2 separate regions of the Gasterosteus aculeatus genome follow, and region 2 is linked to region 1. A link is a contact called in public Hi-C data. All regions are on one chromosome and are shown on one strand. The core of a region is the stretch at or near the end of the contact, and the rest is flanking DNA. Distances in the headings are between cores, read along the strand shown.

Region 1 (7,726 bases), core at 3,732-6,231:
CACAAGATCCCCCCCAACACACACACACACACACACACACACACACACACCACCCGTCTCCTCTGTCACTCTCTCTCTCTCTGTGTGTGTATGTGAATCTCCCTCCTTTAGCGTTGCATAACAGGTTGATTATATAATCCCAAACATAAATGCACGTCCACGAGGCCCAGCGCTCGAGTGCATGAGGATACTGAGGAGGGGAAAAGACCGAGGGGGGGGGAGGGACAGCGACCACAGGGCTGTTGCACTATGGGTAACGGTGTACCGGTATCACGACATCACGACACACCGTATTTTGTTGAATTACTTTTTTTTTTTAAACGTTAACATACTTTTAATTTGTGTATAGCTTCATCATATTTCAATCATATCTTTTGCCCCGTGTTTATCGTCATATATTCATAGCTAAGTTTGCTGCTATATTACTGCAGATATATATATATATATATATATATATATATATATATATATATAATGAAGAGCTAATGCATTTACTGTGGAATAACACTTTATGATCTGATAGTTCTCGAGGCTTCAAAGAGGTTGTAAGTGTGGCGCACAAACACGGAGGATGGGAGCAGAACAACGGCGCTCCAGCAAAGTGGCGTAGTGCTGCAGAACTGGGTTAAAAGCAGAGACTTAAATGGAGATGACAGTTTGAGAACATTTTAGAAGCTGAGCTTTGGAAGGCTCTCAGAAAGCTCCACCGGGGGGGGAAATCACAACAGAACGACGAAGTGAGGGATTCGAGTAGTTACGTCCAAGGACAGGGTGGTGAAATGGACGGTGGATGACAGGACGAAGGGGACGGAGGAGACAGAAGACATGAAGTCCACGAATGATGTCCTCACTGGTGTTAGCAGGCCGCCAGTAGACTTTGGGGCTGAAAGGCTTCACTCACGCTGACAAACCAGCACGCGCGCTTTAAACACACCAAGCTGAAGTGTATTATATCTACAGACCTTTTTCTATCGGCCCACTTCAATTCATTCACCCCGTCCTCCATTTGTCCGCCTGTATACCATCAACATACATATCTAACACATCTCCCTCCCGCTCTCATCAGTCTTCCATCTCAGCAGTGATGAAGGCTGGAAAACAACCCAACGTGGTCAAAGTGTCCCCTTTGCTTTCCTCGGACGCAGACGCGGCAAAAAACAGGCGTCAGCTGCGTTCTCTTCATCGACTCGATCCCGGCGCGTTGACTCCTCTCGTCCCGCGCTGGCCCCCTCCTGTCACCGGCACGTCACCGGCCGAGGGGAATCGACTCGACAGACGCTCCCCTTGCGCGGTGATACACGCGGTCGTGCACTTTGGAGGGTCAAAGGTCGAAAAAAAGAAAAGGAGAGGAGGATGTTGGGAGAAGAAGATGAGAGCAGAGGAGCGATGCGGTCCGTGGCCTCCTAACGTCACCAGAGAGGTGAGGAGGGCGGGTTGTCATGGCAGCAGGACCGGGTAATAAACAGGAGGAGAGGACGCCTGTCCATCCGGCGCCGTCGGCTAATATTTCTGCCGGCATGTGAAGTTCAACTTTAGAAGAGAGATCATTTTTTAATTCCCTCATCTTAAGACACATAGAAACGTCTCTGCAGGCTGCTGGTTTCTTTCCACCAGCCGTCCCCGATGAAGCACCCTGGAAGACAACGTTTTACCGCCGACTAGATGATACTTTCAGTGCAGTGATGCACCAAACGTTTTAGTAACTAGATGTCTGTTAATAGAAATCGAGCTGTAAAACAGGATTTGTATTTGTATAAATGTTCATGCAGTCGAGATAAGATTCCTCCATTGGAATTGTCTACAAATAAAAGAGCACTTGATTTGTAAAGTTTTACATGGTCATTATTTCTTTGGAATTATTATGGGAAAGTCCTTATATAAGCTTATTTAATAATAGACAACTGAAAACTGTAAAGTTGACACTTTGTTTATTGATGTGGCGATAAAAGTATTCGTAAAACATTAATGGAACTAGCAGCACCAGTACTCACTTTATTTCCCACTGGGAGTCATAATTCATATTTAATTCCTCATGAACGTTTCATTACGTCCAATTTGATTTAATCAAGTCCCTCCCAAGTACGTCTTTAATGCTTCAGAGGAGCAGGAATGAGCATGAAGTCAAATCATTTGAAGATGGTGACACAGCTTGACGCCTTTAATCAACTCCATATTTCTGCTCGATTACAGGTGTCAAAATTGAGAGTGCGTTTAATGAAAACTCTATAAACATGCGCAACGGAGAAAAATATTTGATGCCATTTGTTTGGCGGGATTGTTAAAATATAAAAAAAAATAAAGAAATGAGATAAGCCATTTAACTAAAACTCCTGGAGAGGATCCCAAAAGTAAAACTCTCCAAAAAGGAGTACATCTCTGCAGCGCGAGCAGAGACACCTGTGGAGGCTCCTCCTCTTCATCCTCCTCTTCCTCCTCACGATGAGGCCTTTCGCCTGATCAACGCCAATGACCAAGTCCTTTCTCCCCTCGACCGACCGTCTCCGCTGCTACTTCTTTGGTTCCGACGATCCGTTTTCGCCACCGTTCTGCGACTCGAGCTCCGCCTCCTTTCCCTCCGCTCCATCCTCCTTTGCCGCCGCTCCATCCTCCTTTGCCGCCGCTCCATCCTCCTCCTCCTCCACGTCTCCATCCTTCCCCTTCTGCCCGAGGCCCTGTTTCTCTTTGAAGACCTCCACGCCGAGCATTCGGAGGTAGTGGAACCTCTCGTTGCGCGGCACGAAGGCTCGGATGGACGTCTTCCCCCTCCAGCCGCACAGCTGGATGGGGCACTGAGGCTCCGTCGGGTTGCTGACAAAGACACACACGGGCGCGCGTTTCACAAAATGACCAACGACTAGGAAAGGGCATGTGAAAACGTGCACACACACACACACACCATCCAAATAAAACTTACTTTGGGTTGGGGTTGTACTTCAGCACAATGCTCCCCATCACTGTGAAGCAGAGGAGCAGAAACATTCACAACTGCAGACGGCAGATGACTCCATTTCAACGTTAAGCCGCACTCCTTCCAACATGTTGACGATTACCACCGTAACGACGGCTTCCTCCTCGGCTGGAACTGCACAGCTTTTTGGGTCACCGCCTTGCTCAAGGGCAGCTCAGTACGTTATGGAAGCGGACAGAGCGTTGCTCATTTCCCCTCTCGCTCCAGGCCAAGAGAACCTCCCGGTCACAAGTCCTCTACACGGCCTCCCAAATAATTGCATTTGTGGATCATAAAAGGAAGCCTTACTCGTCTTTGAGTTGCTATTTTACTTATTTAAAACATGTCTGGTGTGCGTGCGTGTGTTTCGGAATGTGAGTCGTACCAAGTTTCTTGGCCTGAGCGTGGGCGTCTTCCTGCAGTTTGCTGAGGTAGGGGTTCTCCTGGGTCAGCAGCACTTTGATGTCCTCCACGCTCACTCGGATTATCCTGGAGCGGATGTACGGCTGAAGAGTGTAGATACCCTTGTCCGACAGAGAGGAGACGCGGTTGACGCTCCGCCGGCCGACATAATAAATCTACATTCTTTATGGTCACACGGTGCACATGAAATGAATGAAGTGTATTTGGGAGTGTGAAGTCGCCCGCTGGGGAATCCAGTGAAGATGACGCATGTTTGAACACTGATAAAATGGAACGTAGAAGGTGTCGATGTCTTAGAAATAGGAGCTGTGCATCTAACTTTGCATTGCTGCGAGCTGATTGTGGGGTTGATTTGCATACAGAAAAAAGACGTGCAGATACGGTGTGAAGATTCTGACAGAATGTTGTTTTTTCACAATACAACTCTGCAATTAATAACCAGTTCATTTATAGAAAATCATTCCATCCACTTAAGATGGCGTGTGTTACCTCCTGAGCCAGTCTGAAGGGGGATCCAAACTCCTCCCCATCACTGTTGCGAGACCACACCTTCACCCCCGTGTTGATAACCTGAGAAACAAAACAAAAACTCTATTCAACCGACTGCAACCGATTCATGTCCCTTCTGAAAGCACAACCAACGCAAGTAAAGAAATAAAAAAAAAAAAGACTAATCCTGTTACGTGTGGTCTCTTTGCTTCGCTGTGTTTTGTAATCACGTACTGATGTTCGACACAACGGCTTAGCTGAAGGCATCTCCTCTACGTGACATTTAAAAAGTGAATGCTGCGATCTCAGAGTGGGAGGAACGACGTGCAGAGTAAAATACAACACTTCAGGAATAAATATCCACAGGGAATTCTTTACTAGCCTGAGGGAAGCACAGAACAATTAACTTTGAATACTAAAGGCGGGACATCCATCCAGCGAGGAAGTCCGTCCTTCCATTCAGGGTTTCCTCTAAAGCCACTAAAAGACGAGCGCGGACTCACAGCTGGATAGAAATTAGGCCTCTGACAAATGCAGATACCAGCCTTCCCTTTTTTCTCTCTCAAGGGAATTAGACTTATTGATAGCTGCTGGCATGTAAAGACAATTGAAATAAATAGATCCAGTGATAAAAACAAGTTACCCACCCCAGCTTTAAACCATCAACGTTGCAATAGATTTTCTTTGTAAAACTTGAGCTGCCATTAAAGGGCCAAGGAGGTAAACAATGGCCTCTGCACCATGAATGTGCTCCACTGTGGAAACATTGCGGTTTAGCTCCATAGAAAGTGACTAATAAGTGAGATGGATCAAACATAATGGATGGATGGAGGGAGGGACAGACACACACACAGCCACCTGTGCAGGTGATTTTGAACGATCGGCTGGTACCAATACGTCTGCACGCTGCTACAATAAACATGATGCAGTAGGTACGCTCTGTAAAACAATCAATAAGACACGAATGGCCGGCAGCTAATCATTGATTATTGATTTGTTGGATCCATTTCGTTCTACCTTATTTCCACTCAAGGAAGTGCTTTGTCATCATCAGTGTGTGTGTGAACGATCTAATGTTGTTCCCACACACACACACACACACACACACACACCTTCATGCGCTCGCTGTTGTTGAGCAGCACGTTGCGCAGCTCCTTGGACACCATGTACAAGTGTCTCTTCTTGCCATCGTGAGTCCGGGTCAGCACGTTGAGTTTGGGGAAGTTGGGTGCCAGGTCGTAGAACGATCTAGATTAAAAACGGACAAAACAAAAAAAATTGGGTGACGGGACGTGGAAAGTGTCGCGTGTGTGTGTGTGTGTGTTTGAGGGACTCACTGTATGGTGGTGAAGACGGGGTCTTCTTCAGTGAGGAACACAAAGGGGTCTTCTTTATAACCAAACAGCTTCATCTTCTTAGAGGCTGGAGGTCTGAGAGGAGACAGTTATAATTAACTAATTATTGACTTATTTAAATTTAAAAAAAAAAAAATGTCCCATGTCAAATGTTCCAGAAAAGCTTTTATATCGGAGCTTTTAATGTGGACATGGCAGACAGTGAGTTATAGAAAAGGCTTAGAATCATCTACCTCAGGACCGGTGAGGTTCATCTAAGTCATTTCTCATTAAAAGTAATCCCTTTTCATCATAATGGCTCAAGAAGCCCTGGTGGTTTTTAGTTTGTTCAGTAGCTCACGACTCACCCGCCCACTTTAGCGGCGGTCTCCTGGGCAGAGAGAGCTCTTTTCTGTGCCCCTGCCTCCTTGTCTACCGTTCCCTCTGGGCCTCCCCCCTCCACCTCCACCTCCATCTCCCCCTCCGCGGCAGCAGGGACGCTGTCGGGGGGGCGGGGCGCGTCTGTGGGTGTCGAGGCCGCCGGGGAGCCTTCAGCCTGGACCGCTGAGGCGGACGAGACGTCCCTCTTCAGCTGCAGAGAAAAGAAGCCCCAGCTGTGCTTTAGCAACAGGTGAATGATGCATTGTGGGAAGAGGGGGGGGGGGGACATGAGATTGAATGCTGCTCCATTTCCCCCCTCAAGCACAGGACAATGACAATGTAATCATCTGTTAAGTGCGCGCTTTAGTGATGGAGCACCTTGGGATATCTTCTGTTCCAGGGCATGGGGGCTTTCTTCACCAGCACAGCCACAAAGAAACCTCCGGTGTTCTGGTGATGTGGCAGAATCCTCATGCTGGCAGTGAAACACACACAAACAATCATCATGGCGTTGAGTGTAATGGGGCCGCCCACTGTGTCGATGAACACAGTTTTTTTTTTTTCCCCTCCAATAGGCAATAAAATAAAAGATGCTGAAGCAGTGTGGGGCAATGGCGCCCTCTGCTGGGCCCACCTGAGCACCTACAATGACATCATCCACCATGGAGCGAGAGGGCAGGTGCGCACGTGCACCCACGCACACAGTGCTCGCGTGCACGCGGCCCTAAACATTCGCCCGCGTCACACTGAACAGCAGCGCTTGCACGTACCATCTCTCCAGGTGCATGTCGGAGAGTTTCTCCGAGTCGGTCGGCGGGAACATGGTGGGCCGAATCTGTGTGCGACGATGGCCCGGAACCTCGGACCAGTCCGAGAACCATTGGCCCTCTTTGGTCATCAGCTGCAGGGGAGAAAACCGTTAACAGTCGGTCGGTAAACTCCCCTTTCCCCTTCTGGCCGGGGGTTCCCGTACCTTCCAGGAGGAGACCCCGGGCATCCACTTGAGACCCGGCAGGTCAGCCGAGGCGTTGGCCAGCTCCAGCGCTCCTGGGGAGGGAAGGAGATGGGAGTCAACGAGGTGGAGTTACTAAACATTCCTCCCTGGGAGCCTCCTCATTCAGCATCGCTAGAGACATTTAACAAAAAGTCTCATTTTATGCTTTCAGGATATCAGATGTAGCGATTGTGCAGCTTCGTTGTGATAATGACCAATCATTAAATGCCGATGTGTGTTTCTACCTCTGAGAAATTGTAACTTTTGACTTGTTTACTTTAGTCGTCAATAAAAACCTGAAAAATAAAACTTGCATTTGAATAAAACGTGCAACAGATGATGCTTAAACACGACGACCCTGTGAGCGCTTCTCACCTTCGCTCTTCTCCAGCAGTGCCGCGATGACGGCTTCGTCCTCTATAGGGTTGAGTGAACAGGTGGAGTAAACCATCCTCCCCCCCACAGCCAGCTGTTCAACGCCGCGCACCGCAATTCGCAACTGGAGCCTGGTGAACACACACAGAGAGACACGCTCCCCTGAAGCCAAACAACCAACCACACGAGTGCGTGAATTCCTATAGTGTCCCGAAGGCACAAACAACCCCCCCCCCAATCTCACCCGTGGAGGTGCAGGCTGTTGCTGGTCGTCCACTTCTTCCACACGTCGATGTTCTTCCTCATGGTGCCGTCCCCGCTGCAGAGCACAGAGAGCACAGACACCAGTCACGGGTCGAGCATGATCGATCTAAAAAGGAGGCCTTCAGCTGACTGTTCACATCCTCGCTGCCCTCGGGACAACATTTGCAAACAAATGCAGCTCGGTTTTGGTCATGAAATGTTGCCGACCTTCAAGGATCCCCCCCGCCTCCCTTCATTTGGACAGAAAATGATCTCCTTGATCCTCTCTGATCTACTTCCTCCAGACTGCCAACCCCTCCTCTCACTCCTGCAGCCCTCACACACACACACACACACACACACACACGCGGACGCATGCTGACCTGCAGGGAACGTCACACAGGATGCGGTCGTAGAAGAGGACGTCCTTCTTGCCGTCCAAGTCGATGTTGAGCGTGGGGATGCAGGAGGCGTCGTGGTTGACCACCATGATGCAGGGGCTGTTGAGGCGCTTGGCTTGGTGCACGAGCAGGTAGCAGC
Region 2 (7,726 bases), core at 2,154-4,653, 56 kb before region 1:
CTCACCCCGCACACACTGCACAGTTCCCGCGGAACAAGAGGCGAAGGCTTGGGGGGAGGGGGGCAAGAGGGGAGAGGGGGGGGGGGGCGGGGGTCACTGGAGCTACTTCAAACGGCCCACTGTGGAGACTTAGAGAGCATTATCTGATCCATGTGTCTGCACACGGAGACGGTGGAACGTCTCCGTCCACCATCGAGAAGAGGGCAGGGATGACAAAAATAAAAAAGACGGCGGGGTTGAGTTAAATTAAAGAACTCCCTTCTTTTTACATGCACGCTTCTGCTGGAGACTTTGCTTTGACTGCACCACACGAAGCCTCTTTAAAAATCCCCTGCAGAAGAAATAACAGCATCATTTTGGGAGGTCGCCACAGTGTGGCTCAAAGCATCCGTTTAGTGGATGAATGGGATTTTCATGATAAAGACTGACCATAAACGCTTTCATTTACCTTAGAAAGAGGCTTCTGCCACCTCCTTGTCTGCGGCGTCTGTTTCCTCGTTGGATTAACTGGAGAGATCGAACACTTAAACTCTTTCTCCTTTTCACTCTTTCAATCATCCGCTGCTGAGACAATTAAATCTGCACAGAAAATAAATGTTTGTTTGTAACAAGTTTTGTTTTTTTGTATTTTCTTCCAAAGTTGACACTTTTCAGAGGCTACTCATCTGCAGCGAGGTTGTTTTTGTGGAAAAAACGCCAATGCCTCTAAATAACAAGAATATATTAATATCTAGATTAAGTTTCTCAGAATGAAAACTATGTGTCATATGAATCTTGTTTTTACTGTTGAAAAACAAACACAGCGGCCTTCAACTGTTGACTTTCCCCTGTTTCCATCGTTTGCCAGCAACAGATTTATTGTTTGCTCAATTTGCTTCCTCAATTCTTCCCAATTTTCGGAAAAATAAATGAGTAAATAAATTCCACCCCAATTATCACTACAATTTAAATAAAAATCCACCATGTGAGTGCATTGAATCAGTGCTCAATAATTCACTCCCGGTGATCAGTTCGTATTTCAGCTGATCGTGGTGTGGTGTGGAGGTGCCGATGTCAGCAGCAGGCCCCGGGGCCCCGGGAGCTGCAGCCAGTGGGACTCGCAGCGGATCGTGGGGCTCTGCAGAAGGGATGCTCATTAATCACCGCGCTGCTGATAATCTCATTTAGTGCCGCCAAATTACCTCAGGCCATTGCGCGTGTGCGAGTGTGTGCAAACATTCACCCCTAATTATGGCCCCATTACTCGCAGTCCACCTCCCAGACTCCTCACGCTCGCGAGGAGCACCTGCACGTGCAAACATGTGCACGCGCCGTTATTGATCTACAGATGATAGTGGGCCTCCACGGCTGAGGAGGATGCTCGAGGTTTAATGACTGTAATTACTGACATAAACAGCAGAGGAAATCAGTCCCTGGTGCCTCGCAGGGCCTTCTCGTGTTGGCGTCTGCTGCCACCTGGCGGCCAGGAAGGGAACTGGGCCCCTTTGCTTTGTTCGGCCTGAAGAGGCAGTGCTGAAGTCTCTGGTCCTTTACCTGAGCAGAAGAAGAAAACACCGCGTGAAAATACTCTTTTATATATATATACTTTTCTTAGAACTATATACTCTAGTTATTTAATGCAATTATTTTCTGAGTGGTATATCCTAATTTTGCATTATTACTGTTGATGAATCAGCACGAAAGTTTATCCACCCCGATCATTTCACAAATGATTTTAACAGTTTTATATACTGCTTGGTCATATTATTTCCACTGCATATTAACGTATTAATTAAGAATTCAGCCCAGGACTCATATCGGCTTTTAGTTTAAAAATATGAACAACCAAAGAGAAAAAAATCTGATCCGAGCAATAAATCAGAATTGAGCGTGGCAGCATCAACATGCTATTAATGCATGCTATTAATGCATTAATGCATGCTATTAATGCATGCATGGTATATTAAAACTTGATGCTATTTTAAATGCTATTTTTGTCATATCTCAGGGGCATATTGGCTATGTAAGGAAAGAACGGATGGACTCGGATATCCACACACAGTGACTCCCTTCTCTGCTCAATTACACATTAATTTCCGTATCTTTACATAAGTAGTTATTTGCAGCTGTATTGAAGCTCTGAACCACATGTGTTCACCTTTTAATTAAATAATCACTAAACGTTTCATCGGTGAAAGGCTGTCTGCAGCTTGGTTCCAGGTGCTGCTAAGAAGTTGGTTGTCCACACTGAAGACCCCTTTCATGGGAGACAATTTGACTCCTCGTAACAGAGGTCAGCGACGGCTCGGTTCCATTAAGGGTCCCAGTGGGCCAGACGGTGAGTGAGCATCCACGCGCCAGCACCCAGGAGCATGCTCACCCAAATGGTACACTGGGTTTTTCCATTAATTTGCCAAAATATATTATTTACATATTTCTTATGAACAAGAACATGATTTCCGGGGGAGTCGGAGGGGAAAGTTTTCTTGCTTGTTACATGACACGAATGAGCATTGAGCAGGAAAATGACGCTTGATGATGGAAGAAAATCTTCAAACCTGCCTGAACTGTATCCTTTGATGGGGTATTGTCTTTTATTGTATTTCAGTGCATTTTAAACGTGTTTTTCTTATACATCATCATAAATGTGTGTATTCCTCTCTTTTAACTCTTTATCGTAGACGCGTGACATTCATAATGTCCCACATCACCATCATACAATGACAACCCCGTTCTATTCCCAGAGTCAATCTCAAATCTCACCTTCATTATGAAGTCCCGTTCAGTGTCATCCAGGTCTGCTAATAATCTGAGCGTTCAAGAGGGAAAACCTGCAATGGACTTTACACTTTGAATATAAATTGAGACAATATTAATTTAAGAAAAGAGAGTGAAACGCCTAAAAACCCTTTTCATGTGCAAAAAAGCTGCTGCCAGCAGGGGGCAGTCGTGTTCCACGCCGTGAGTTTTACGCCTCACCTTTCAAGGCCAGGGAAGAACACTTATTTCATCTGCTGTAGGATTTTGATTATTGATCATCAGACGTCTTAATTGAGAGATTTCAAGTCTCGGGCTTGAGAGCAGAGACTCGTCCAGTGTCCTCGCTACAGCCGTGCTTATCATCAGCAATGTGCCATCAGAAAAAATACTCTCTCGGATAAGGACATTTAGTCAGAGGACGCACACGGCGGTTGCTTCAAGGCCAGCGGCATTCTGGGAGTTCAGTGTCCACATGAGGAATCGGGAAGAGAGAAGGAACGACGGGACCCGGACGCCGAGCATGACAGTGATGAGTGCAGATGTCCCCCTGGAGACTCAGACCTGCTGACAATCCAACGTGGCAACATCCTCCACCCGCCACCCTCCACCTCCCCTCTCAGCTCGCCCTGCCACGCCACGTCCCTCCCACCGTCTCATCCCTGTTCACGCTCTCCCAACACGCACTCGACCTCATCAGCCAGATTTAAAGAACACACAAACCTCCCTCCTTCCCTCCCTCCCAAAGTGGGAGGAAGCTGCGGTTCTTCTCTTGCCTGCTTTCCTCTCACCCTCCCCTTGAGGAAATGTGACCCCGGGGGGCTTCGTGAATGATCTCATTTTTGCTCAGCAAACACCGTCATGTACACAGGCTGCTTTCAGGCACAGAAGCAGCTTGGAAAGAGGCCGTGTGTGTGTGTGTGTGTGTGTGCGTGCGCGGGTAAGTGTGTGTCTGCATAATGGAGTGACAAATTGGCTACTTTGTTCGAATAACAACATATCGCAATGATTTTCCGCACCAATCTGATTGATCGCCATGCCAACATTGTCCTGGCAACCACACAACCTGCCCGGGCGTGATGAAAATCACATGTGACGTGATTTACTTGGTTGACCTTCTAAACACGAGGCCACCAAAGACGTGTTGGGAACTGTTACCACTAAGAAATGAAGCTGCTGCCTTTAATCCTCAAAGTGTTGGAAGAACTTGTTCCCTTGATTGACGTCATTATTCAACACAAAGCAGAGAGCTGCGGGTGCGTCCCAATCAGTGATGTCACAGCGGGGGGGGGGGGGGGGGGGCATCAGCTGTCAAAGTCAAAACCCCTGCTGTGGCGTCACTGATTGGAGACACAAAGTTTCCATGCGCAGAAAGTAGAGCGGCAGCACTTTTAGTTTGACGGTGCGGTGAGATGCGTCCATCCGCACAGACACTGGCCGGAGATCTACGGCGATCACTTCCCAATAGAGAGAGATCAGAGGGTCCATGGTGAAGGTGTAAACTGTCAAAAGGCCCCTTGAGGTGGGGGGGGGGGTCAACCTCCTTATCTGGGTACAATAAATGTTCCATGACAAAAGGGGCCGAAGCCGGTTGTCCAGCTCGCTTGTTTCAGTGAATATCTCCGTAACGCAAAGACATCTTTGACACAACGTCGACTCCTTCACACATTTGCGTGTTTAAAGAAGAGCCACAAATAATGCACATTTCATTCCACTGAAACAAGAGAGAAGCCAGTGTTGCACAAAAGCTGGTCCGATGGAATACACGGCGTTCATCTCCAGGAAAAGGACTGATTAATGGCCGTACTTCCTGCCCATTATGTCGGCGGCTAATGGGAAGCCCGCTGCTAACCCCAAACCCTAACCTCTCTGCTCGGTGCAGAAGCATTTAACTGATGTCACACAGGAAGTATTTTTAGCACTTCACGTCAGCGCATGAATATATAATGCTCCTGCTCTAATTATCTTTGCGGACATCGATCTTAGCCGTGCAAATTGCCGTGGTTCCCTTCGCCCGGCGTTTGCTAATGCACTAATCCGTTACGGCGCGGTGACGGCAGAATGGGAGCGAGGTGGGAATCGTCTGAATTTAGCCGTTTGCTCTCCGTCGGCTGCGTCGTCACTCAACATGAGGGGGGGGGGGGGCAACCTGATGGGACCCCCAGTTCGAGTCTGCAGAGAGGCATCAGTCGCGTACTCTCCATCACGAGGGGGAGGAGCGTGGTTCACGTTTGAAACAAGGATTTCACCTGTTCCCGCCCTGCGTCCAAGGCCCCGCCCCCTCCATCACCTCTGCTTCAGGTCTGGCGTTCATCTTCTTCACGGGGTTCCTTTCTCACATCATAGATTTCTCCCACCCTCCTTTGGTTTGTCTTCCCAGACAGACCAGAGACAGAGAGAGAGCGATGCCCCCCTCCCCTCACCACTCCCCCTCTATCCAAGACACAGTAGATCAATGGCGGTGATGAGAGCCTCTGAGAGTCAGGAAAGGAAATTACACGGATAAGTTCCAGTGATGCCGACGCGAAGGGACGGCCCTTCGCTCTCATTCGCTCCTTCGTGTGGACGAGACGCAGTCAATAAGGCCTTCGATCCCGCGCGCAGCCGACTGTTAAGAAACACTACGAGCTGCAGGGCGGCCGGTTTGGAGCGAATCGTCATTTCTCTGGTGCAGAAGCAACCTTAGGCCAGGATGTGTGTAATGCATGTGCATGTTGGGGGGGCAGGGGGGGGGGGGCATTCGTGCCCTGGATGAGTGACAAAAGAAAGCATCTGTCGGGGAAACGCGCGGGCCAACAACTCATACATTATTCACTAAACGGAGGCATGATCCGGGGCAGGAGGCGTGTGCATGCACACGTGTCAGCGCGTGGCGTTTGTGTCTCCCACGACTCGTGTTCAAGTGAAACGGGAGGAGCGATGAAAGAAGTGACATAAGTGACATCAAAAGAAAAGATGCAAAGAGAATCGTTTTCTTGATGCCACCATTTTGTAGTAAACGCAAGCTTTGTAATGGTAATATAATGAATTAACGGCAGAGGAAAAGAAGTTGGTTCAAATAAAAAGATGCCAGTCACTCAATGCACTTTGATCTCCGCCATCAAATGGAAATACTCACACATTTTACCTCTAATGATAAGACACAGCTGCCAATAAACAGGTGACATGTACAAATCCATACTGGCTGATCCCCGATTTGGGAACCTCTAAAGACTGGGGGGGGGGGGGTCCACATCGATGGAATCCATTTCAATAGAATTCCTCGGATACAGATTATTAACTGATTATCTTTCATTAGGTTAGCAGGTCTGTGGAGTTAATATAATTGTGTTTACAGGGGGGGGGGGGGGGGTCCACTAATAATCAAATGATCTGTTGCTATTGGGTTTCATAATCAATGCTTGCCAGTCCATTACACCGGTAGGATGTGAACGGCAAGGACAGGGAGTCTGGGTCGGTCAGCGAAAACATTACAGAGATTTAAATACAATTTTTTTTAAAAGAGGCCTGAACAGTCCCTGATGTCATTTTGGTGGGGGTTGAGCCGGAGTCGGTGGGTGGGGGCTAAGCTGTTAATTGAATTTGATGGCGCATCTGCTGCCTTATGAAATGACATAAGATGTGTCCCGGATGTGCCCTCGCAGTGCGGCCCGTCCCCCGTCCCCCCCCCGTCCCCCCGTCCCTCCGTCCATGGAAACAAACGGAGCGATGGATTACAGAGCAAACAATCAGGCGCAGCAATTTGACCCAGGTACGAACTGTGGGTCATTTGCAGCTGGGCGTAGAATGGATGTGATGTGAAGCGTCCCCCCCCCCCCCCGGCAGTCCTGTTAGAGGTCCTTAGCTCTTGTGACAGTGAACAGCTGGTTGCCTTCTCTGATTTACAAACACGTGGGCAAGTGTCCAAGGGCATTAACTCATTCACTAAAGGACTGTGTGGCGCATCAGAAGGCCGAATCACGTCTGGACTAAAGAGCTCGTTTTATTCACCTGGTCGTCACGGTTTACGTTATTCGTTGTGTCATGTAGTTATAGCAACCTAGACCTGGCTTCTATTCGGAGGGGGTCAAAGGCACCTGGCAGGGGAGAAGAGACGGGACGTGGAAGGGGGGGGAGATGAGCCGGGACAAGAGACGACGGCGCTTTGCCGTCGTCCAGGGAGTATTGATCTGGTGTCAGGTGCTAGAAGATGGATCATGAAGCCTCCTCCTGTCTTCTCCTGCACCCTCCTTCACCCATGTCTATACCCCCCCCCCCCCCCCCCCCACACTCTTCCCTCCTTAGCCCATTCATTCCAGTGCTCTACACTTGCTGTTAGTAGAACTTGTACACCGGTAAAGATTTTCATTCCGTGGCTCCTTTGTCTCCCCCCTCCTCCCCTCCTCCTCCCCCCTCCGTCATCTCTCCTCATTAACTCACCAGCATCCGTCTCTCCGAGCGGCTCCGTCTGCACCCGTCAAACACTGCACACCCACCCGAAATGCACGAAGACAGCGCAGGAAAATGTTTCCCTTTCACTGCGTTGGCCTGTAAAAAAAACAAACGGCACTACAGCAACACGTCGCCCTTTGGTTGCCGTGGTAACCGTAAGCACATCGAGTCGGAGAGTGCACGAATCCATCCCTCATCTGACACACTGCCTCATCGTGGGCAAATTTCTGTCTACCTCTCTGTGTTTTTCTCCCCCTTGGTTATGTTTATGCAAGTCCCCCCCCCCCCCTCCCTCCCCCTCCCTCCCCCTCGTGCTTATCCGGCCCCAGCGCTGACAATAAAGGACGGATGTTTCTCATCCTCCCGTCTTGCCCCTGTCCTTCTCCTTTTGTTTCGTCATATGACCCCGGTCGTGCAGCCGGGGTCTGGCCCAATTATCGACCGGCAGCAGGACTGGGAACCACCTCGGGGATGCTGACCGGCTGATCCCGTCACCCCCCCCCCCCCCCCCTCCGACTGCACTCTGACAGAGACAGATGGACCTGCAGACACAGTCAGG

Evidence for each region. A called contact is a pair of places that touch in the nucleus more often than the background predicts.
Region 2: a Hi-C map of tail fin shows a contact between it and region 1, with 2.7 times the contacts expected there. The contact joins two enhancer-like sites. A contact is called at or near these places in 4 of 6 Hi-C or Micro-C datasets (skeletal muscle, tail fin and whole body).

The regions. Positions count from the first base shown.
Region 1 is chr10:16,025,241-16,032,966 of fGasAcu3.hap1.1, reverse strand. It overlaps nsun2 (NOP2/Sun RNA methyltransferase 2), which reads right to left. Exons shown (of 19, transcript XM_040188726.2): 7 at 7,570-7,726; 8 at 7,188-7,262; 9 at 6,944-7,074; 10 at 6,548-6,621; 11 at 6,345-6,475; 12 at 5,953-6,049; 13 at 5,562-5,785; 14 at 5,197-5,289; 15 at 4,972-5,107; 16 at 3,860-3,940; 17 at 3,333-3,471; 18 at 2,915-2,954; 19 at 1,912-2,808. The coding sequence ends at 2,508. Among protein-coding and RNA genes, the nearest start is that of nsun2, 5.8 kb to the right of the region's middle. Within about 2 kb of position 4,981, at least 4 of the 9 cell types and tissues checked have open chromatin away from gene starts, as enhancers often do.
Region 2 is chr10:16,080,003-16,087,728 of fGasAcu3.hap1.1, reverse strand. No RefSeq gene overlaps it. Among protein-coding and RNA genes, the nearest start is that of irx1b, 29 kb to the left of the region's middle. Within about 2 kb of position 3,403, at least 1 of the 9 cell types and tissues checked has open chromatin away from gene starts, as enhancers often do.